2 separate regions of the Mus musculus genome follow, and region 2 is linked to region 1. A link is a contact called in public promoter capture Hi-C data. All regions are on one chromosome and are shown on one strand. Each heading gives the region's core, a stretch centred on a gene start, on an enhancer-like site or on the middle of the called end of the contact. The rest is flanking DNA. Distances are from core to core; before and after follow the strand shown.

What was found. Promoter capture Hi-C pulls out the DNA fragments that hold promoters and counts their contacts.
Region 2: a contact with region 1 is called in a promoter capture Hi-C map of pre-B cells. The contact joins the promoter of Atp1a1 here to the promoter of Bcl9 in region 1. A contact is called at or near these places in 2 of 39 promoter capture datasets (cranial neural crest and pre-B cells).

The regions. Positions count from the first base shown.
Region 1 is chr3:97,225,139-97,229,196 of GRCm38.p6, reverse strand. It overlaps Bcl9 (B cell CLL/lymphoma 9), which reads left to right and starts at 1,833. Exons shown (of 10, transcript NM_029933.4): 1 at 1,833-1,979.
Region 2 is chr3:101,602,718-101,606,775 of GRCm38.p6, reverse strand. It overlaps Atp1a1 (ATPase, Na+/K+ transporting, alpha 1 polypeptide), which reads left to right and starts at 2,069. Exons shown (of 23, transcript NM_144900.2): 1 at 2,069-2,373. The coding sequence starts at 2,362.

The DNA.
Region 1 (4,058 bases), core at 584-3,083:
CGTAGCTATGTGGAATCTAATTTCTAAAGCCAAAAGTTGACAGCTCCCTACCCCCAAACCCTTCAACTTTATTTCTTACGTGGACTCAATTTGCTCTCAGGTTTATATCATTTAGACCTACCTGACTCTCTTTTAAACTTATAAACTCAGTCTCAAAGAGAAAATATCTTGCCACAGTTGTTCAGATTCTAAGCCAGGGAGAAACTGTATGGAAACCCATATGGCCAGTTGTGAGTTTTGCGAAGATTGGAAAGTAGTGAGTGAACTTTATTATTTAGCGTTCTATTATATACCATCCTTTACGACAGCACTGCTCCTTAAAAGGGTACCACAGGAAGGTTCCCTATTTTATATAGAGAAAAGCGGAGGCAGTAGTGGCTGTCCTGGTTAAACCCATGTAGGTCTTTTGGCTATGTTGCTTGCTTCCATCTTCGGGGAGACTGTACATTCTCAGGTACACAGAATCCACTTAACTGTTAGAAACGCTTTGGACCAGTGCACAGAGTTGCAGGAGAATCCTTAAGATCAACTCCGCAAAGTACAAACTCGAAGATTAGTAGGGTTTTGTGGGGAGGGCAGACAGTAACGATGGCTGGTCAAGGCAGTAACACGGCCCCACAAAATAAGGATAACAGGAATCTGAGCAAGGCGCATTAACCAAGATGTGAAAAAGTGCTACCTAATGAGCTAACATCTAACTTCACAGGGGTAGTGCTGAACGCGTCGCCCTCGAATTCTCAACATCAAAGCTCTTCCAAAAAATAAAATTAAGTGAGTGATACTGTGGTTGGGAGAAGACCTGGAGGCCGGGGCAGAAGGTGCTCTCTGGAAACCATAGGTAGTGCTGGCCAGGCAGGGCGGGGCGGGGCAGGGCCCGAGGTGAAGGAGACCTTGCTCTAGCCACAGCGCCAGCAGGACCCCAGAGAGTCTGTTCTGGGAAGAGGGAGAAGAGTGCAAGCCGAGGGGACCAGCTTTCCAGAGGGAAGAAAGCCCTCACGGGCAAAGGTAGAGTGGACACCTAGGGGCGGATGGGTGGGCTGGGGGAAGCAAGGCGGAATCGCAGTGGAGAGGTGCGAGGAGGTGGCATGAAGACTGAAGACTAGGCCCGACCCTGAACGGCGGGCGAGTGAAGGAAGATCGGTTCCTTCTGCAGCTCCCAGTTAGTTTCTGTCAAAGATGGCTAAATTCCACTCTGCCCTTCCCCCTCCCGCGCCTTTTCTAATCCCCTTCGGTGGCTCCAGTACTGCTGGAGGCCATGGGGAGTCTGGGTGAATGAGCGCCGGGAGGAGGGTGAGGAAGGAAGAGAACCTCCCCGCCGCACCACCCGCCCCGTGGGTCCTGCAGGAGGATCTTTTAGTTGAAAAAGAGGGTTCTGTGGCTTTAAACCGGGGAGTGGGCGTCACCGCGGGGGGACCCGGTGACTAGCCGGGGCGGGGTTGGATGGGAGGGGTCATGCAAAGCAGAAGGCGGTGCCGTCGGGGCGGGGCCGTGGGTGGGCGGGGCGCGGGCGGCTTCTCTTGAGCCAGGCGCGGGAGGGGGCGGAGGCCGCGGCGGGCTGGTACCATCGATCGCCTTCGGGGAGGGGGACGGGTGCCATTCCCCCGGAGGGGGCGGGCCCTGGCGGCGGCGGGGCCAGGGCCCCATTCCCCGCCGGGCGGGCCGGGGGAGGGGCGCGCCTCCGCTCGCGTCCGAGGCGGGGCCCGCGGTACCTTTCGTGGCACGGTGCGGCTGGGGGAGGGTCGAGGGGAGGGGGAAGGGGCGGGCCTGGGAGGGGGAGCCGGAAAGGGGGAGGCACCGGCGGACAATGGAGCCTATGTGTGCCTGCGGGAGTGGGACGGCGCCGCCGCCGCCGCTGCCGCCGCCGGGGGGAGACGCTGCGCTGCTGCTGCCGCTGGTCCGGGCCCCGGCCCCCCGGGGCTGAGAGCAGCCGGGGACCGCAGCTCCCGCCCGCGCTCGCCCCTCCCCCTCTCCGGCCCGGGGTAAGTGGCCCCGGGGAGGGGGAGGGGCGGGCCGGCGCGGCGGGGGCCGGGTCCGCGTGCGCGTGTGGCCGGGGGGCCTCCGGGGGTCGGGGCGCTGGCTTGGCGAGTTGAGTCTGGAGGAACCTGTTGGGGGAGGCGGGGGAGCCTCGGGAGCTATGGGAGAGACCGGGGCATCTCTCGGGGTTTTAGAGGTTGTGTCCCAAAGCTGTGCTTGGAGAGGTTACCTGAGGGGAGATGACCGTCTCGGGGTCTTGGGATGGAGGGGCGATGGAGAGGAAAGAGCGCGCGAAATTAGGAATTTCGGGTTGAGTTTGTAAGACCCGGGAGATGCGTAGAGGGGAGAAAGGGGACTCCGCAGGCCAGTGACTTGTTGAAGGGTTGGGGGAGGTGAAAGCCTAGAGGAATGTCTTGAGTTGTAAAGGGTTCCAGCAGGTGAGTTGGCGACGAATGAGTTAGGTCACTGAGTCATTGTGAGGGTCGTAGAACACACCAGTGGTTTTCAAATTGGAACCCTAGAGGCTGGCTGGCCTTTGAAAGTTGCAAAGACTATTAAGATGTCACTGGTAAGTGTTGGGTGAGCTTGGTGAAATGGAGTTATCCTAAGGAAAACAAGTCGCAGAGTTGGTGGTTAGTCCAGAGGGAAGGACCACGGCCTGTAGTAGTACTGCTGGGAACGTTATGTTAAAGCTGCCAAGGATGAGAAAGAAAGCTTGAAATCTGTCCCCCAAGAGCCTTAGTCTGCTGGAGGTAAGGAAGGGCGTTTTTTTAAATGTTAAAAGAGTTATTCTGAGGCCAAGATTGGAGTCAAAGTCATTAGGTAGGGTAGTGAAATGGATGCAAATATGCCTCTGTGGACATAATCCAAGGCAGGATGCAGTGGATACAGAGTTACACTTTAGTTAAAGCAAGAACAAGTCACCCCCTGACAGTGACGTCAGCGGCCATGTAAAAAGTCAATTTGATGGTGCATTTGTTAGCGTTTGATAAACTGTGGAATTAAATGGTTATTTTGGCGACAGAGACCTGGGCTCTTGTGTAGGGAACACAGTGATGAATTAGTTACAGGAGGTGAGGAGTAGGTAGTGAAATAGTCAAGATGTTGGGAGGTAAGACTTGTTTAGAACCTGTGACTTGGAGGCTTTTAAGTCTGGTTGGTTTGAAAGTTTTTGACTGGACACTAGTCACCAGGGAGTTTATCATGAAGAAGTGTTTGTGTGCAAATCTGATGGTCCTGGGGACCAGTAACAAAGTCTTCTCTCTTCTCTTGAAAAGGCCTATACTATTGACAGGGATGGACTAAGAAGAGGGTCTCTTAGTTCCGGTGTTGCAAACATGCTTTGAGGAATGTATGAGTGTGTATATGACATTTGATAGCTTTATGACCTAGAAGTTGGATATTGAGCCTTGAAAGTCTTTGTAATCAGTTGCTGGATATAATAATTTCAACATAGATGATAGTTGGATGGGAAAGTCATTGGCCTAAAGATGGAAGCACAGTTTCTGTATAGTTTTCTATTTATAGAACAAGTATCATGGAACTGGCTCTTGAGCAAAAGGAATGTTTTGTTCTTGATTCCAGTTAGCCAGCACAAGCCAAAACAAAAACCAAACCAAAACAAAAAAACCCTTATATATATGGAATTTCTTCTATGGGTTATTTCCCCGTGGCCTTCAGAAATACCTGCTGCTGTAAACTCAAAAGGAAAGAAAATGCTAGGGGGGGAAAGACCCAGTGATTTCGCAAGCATTGTAACCAGCTGAATATTGGATCATGGTGACCTGGCACAGTGGTGAAAAGCCTTGAACTTGGAATCAAGATGTAGCTCTCTGGATGACTTACTTTGAACAAATCTCTGGTGTTTCCTGGTGTGGCTGCTTATGGAGTGGCGACTGCCTGCTCCAGCCACTCGTAGCTGCCTTCCAGTCTAGCCAGTTAATGCCTGTCCAGAAAGTTCTTTGAACGGCCTCTGAGGATGAGTGATTATGTAGTATAACTTTTTAAAAATCCTACTGCTATCTCACTAGCAGACCAAATTCAACTTTCTTACAATCACAGTAATATGGTTAAAGAACAAAAAG
Region 2 (4,058 bases), core at 820-3,319, 4.4 Mb before region 1:
TGGAACTTGCTCTATAGACCAGGCTGGCCTCGAACTCAGAGATCTGCCTGCTTCTACCTTCTGAGTGCTGGGATTAAAGGCATGCACCACCATCACCTTTACTTGGTTCTCTACCCATATCCACAACTCTCCACTTCAACAAGGCAGAGTCTTTCCATCTCTTTTTCCATGGGGAGTTGGTTCTATGTTCAGACACCAAAGTATGAAGTTCAAAGATAGTTTAAGTTTCCAAATTCAAAGCAACCCACACAACACACACACACAAAATGGGGGACAGTTTTGCTGCTCCATTTGGAGCCATGTAAGAACTCCAGGACAGGTTAAAAACTATTGTATGAAGTCAAGAGCAAAATACAGGGTTTAATTAGACGTCCATACTTATTTTGCCCTTTCTCCATCCTTGAACACAACTAGAAACCCAGGGTCTCCTGAGAGGCTGTCAGCACCCCAAGCTGCAAGGAAGCAGCTGTGGAGATAAAGCAGCGTCTTGACCTATCAGACTTATCTTGATGAGTGAGTGGATGAGTAAGGAGGACCACAGCCCAAGCATGTGCTTTCTGTATTTTAGTTGTTGTGTTTTCCCATTTAGATCAGAGCCTATAGGCAATTCATCTTAAAGTAAGGTCTTCAGCAAGCAAAGCCTGCTGCACAGTGGCAGTGATCTGCCATGCACAGGAATGCACTTTCTTAAGTCTAGCTAACACTCTGTGACCTCCAGTTGAACTAACAGGGCTGGTACTGGTACTCTGGATTTGAAGGGTCTTTCCCCAGAATCGTGATTTTAAATTTTGCTTATAGTTTCCTCTTCTCTCTAAGCCCCAAACTGATTTAATCAAGTTCTGTAGATCACTGGAAGAGATAAAGGCTGCCTTCTGCTATAAGCAACAGTTGTATAAGCAACCGTTGTTTCTAAGAAGTACTGAGAATTGCTCTATGGAGGAACTGATAACACAGTGCCTAGATGTTTGGGTGTTTCTCCTTCCCTTACCCTCTGCCCACCCCCACCTATTTTTTGCAAGCTCTACATCCTACAAAGCATTGACACTTGAAGTTGATAGGTCTATATCTAAGAAGTTAGTGTTTTCCTTACTTCTAGGTATTTTCAGAGATGGAAATCGAGTTTCTCTTCTGAATCCTAAGCTTTCCCAGACTGCTTGCTTTCCTGAGATTGGTAAGAACAACAACAAATACTTTGTTGTTTCTGATGTTAAGTTTCAGCCATCACAGCGCCTGCTTAGCCACTGAAACTAGAAGCCCCGCCCTGCAACTCTGCCAGGCCAAGAGTGGGATGCGACTGGCTGGAAGTGAGTCTGATGAGACCCTCAAGGTAACCACGGATGCTGTGGATGCTGTTCTTCAAAATGCTTGAGCCACCTCTTTTACTAAAGATGGGTGTTCTTTTGGGTTTTAGGTTTCTCTGCCATAAAAAGGAGAAACTCTCCAACAAACAGTTTAATCCCCCCTCCTCTTTTGCAAGATTTCATTCATACAGTGCTGTGAATGAATTTCTTACTGACTTTTTTTTTTTATATAGTCATTTGGGGGTCATAAGGGAAGGGAAATGTAAGTGATGCGCGCACGCGCGCGTGTGTATATGTCCTGAAGCATTTCTCTAGTGGTGGAGTGAGAGGACCCCAGGACGAAGGAATCAAAGGGAAAGCACCATCCGCCGCCGCCGAAGGATGCCGGCCTGGATTCTGCAGAGAGGAATCCCTCGGAGTCGTGCAGCTGCTGTCCAACCCCGGCCCCTCGAGACCCCAGAAAAGCTACGCTGAGCAAGTAGACTAGCCCCGACTGCGCCGCACCCACTGTGGACCTTCCGCACCCTACTCCGCAGGCTGCTCACTCAAGTCCCCAGTGTTCTGCAGGCGGGAGCGCTCCGTAGCCCTTGAGAGACCCAGACACCCGCGTCCTGGGCACCGGCGCCCTCCTGCCGGGAGCCCAGGGCAGGCAGTCGCTAGCGCGGTCTGGGCCCGGCTGGGAGGGGTTAGAGGCGGAGGCGGAGCTAGCTGGAGCCGGTGTCAGGTTGCTCCGGTAACGGTGACGTGCACGCGTGGGCGGAGCCATCACGCAGGTTGCATATTTTAGGAAGTGAGGAGGAGGCACGGGCTCGAGCTGCGGCTGGGTCTGGGGCGCGGAGCCTCGGCGGGAGGAGGCGGACACGTGGCAGCGGCGGCAGCAGCGGCGGCAGCAGCGGCGGCCTCGGTCCGGGGCGCCGGCCGTCCTCCCTCTTTCCTCCCGCGGCAGCCCTAGTTCCCGCCTCTCGGCTCCCCCGGCTCCGCTCTCCCGGCCGGGAGCTGCTCTCTTCTCTTTCTAGTCTCCAGCAACAGGACCCGGCGCGGGGCCCGCAGCGCCGCCACCATGGGGAAGGGGGTGAGTGTCTGGCGAGCCCGGGCCCCGGGCGGGGGCGCGGGAGGAAGCGGCTTAGAGACCGGGCTCTCGGCAATGGAGGGGCGGGTGCTGAGCGCGGGCAGCGGCCCGGGAGGAGGAGCACCCGGGGCGGCATCTCTGAGCCGGGCGCCTGCCCTGCCTGAGCCCTCTGGTCGCCTTCACCGCGCGCCTTGCGCTTCCTTTCTCCCTCCTCCCACCGTGCCCAGGGGAAGGAGCGCTCCTCCCCTTCCCCCGGGGAGCTCCGACAGGGCCCCCTCGCGGTGGCGGTCCTCGCCGCGGCCCGGCGCCGGCGAGGGCAGCCTCCGGGTCGAGACTCCCTTCTCCTGGAGGCGCTGGGGCTCGGCCAGCTCCCCGCAGAGGCGACCGCCCTCCCCCAAAGGAAAAAAACTGGCTTCCCCTTAGGCCGAACCAGCCCAGCGAAGCTGGTGCCAGAAAGGGTGTGACTTCACAGCCCAAAGATAGCCTTTAAGGTATACTTTTGAGAGCTTTAAAATGGGCCACTGTCCATAACAGGATGTGCCTTTGGTAACTGGTGTTATCGTCTTAACGACGGGGAGGGGTGTGTTGTTTTATGTCGGAGCACAATTCTTAAATGGGGCCAGGCTGACCCTTCAGGGCCGCAGGGTACTGTCAATCTAACAAAGGACTGGAGACTGGGCAGTTGATGGTGTTAGAAAAGCCATGCGGGTTTCCTGCACTGCTGTCTCACCCGAGAGCGGTTCCCGAAGAGAATGAGGGAATCGGGCACGAACAACACTGAGTTCCCACCTCGGTTACTGCTGTCCACCTCGGAAGAGTTAGTTCTTGACCTCAAAGTAGCAGATTAAAAACTTAAAAAAATAACCCTGAAAATATCAGTTCCTAGCTTGAAAAAGCACCAGTCATGAGAATACAGGTGGGAGAGTCCATTCCACCCTTTTCAGGGCTGACCAAGCAGACAAGCTGTAGACACTGCAGGTCCTAAGGCACCCGGGTATATACTGGATGGAGCCAGAGGGAAGCACATTCTTTGGAGACTTGAAAGAGATGATTATAAGACGTGGGCCAGGAAGAGAGAATAGAGACCCCGATAGTGCCCAGTGTGGGCTGGTCGGCGTATGCAGCATCCTAGCAAAGAACTGATTCCCTCCTGGCCTCCACTTTCCACGATGGAAACCGGATCTATGTGTCACACCATCCTACATGCCATCCAAGCCGTTCCTATAAACCATTTATTCCTTAAAGCCCCATCTTTTATCTCCTATCCCTTCGAAAAGTATCTTTGTCATTTGGAGACCTTGAGCGGCTTTTAGGAAGTTCAAAGCCTAGGAAGGTGAAGTGACTTGTTCAAGGTCAAACGGTTGTTTAGTGGCAACAGGTGCTGAACAACCTGTTGCTCTCAGCTTACACATAACATCTGCCTCTGAAGCATCATTTTGTGTGCAGAACTCTGAAGTTATCCTCCAGAAGAAATTGGGGTGTTTATAATAATAAATAATCCAGGAGGACGTTTAAGTCAGAGTTATGCCTTTAGGCCTAGGACAGAGGCACTCAAGTGCTACAATAACAGTTCAACTGAGAATTTAGTTAAGTTCAACCGAAGTGTTTAATGTACCCTAACAGGTGTCTAGTGAACTTAGTATTTGGAGTACTCTATTCTATACATTGGATATTAGGTTGCCTGTGTG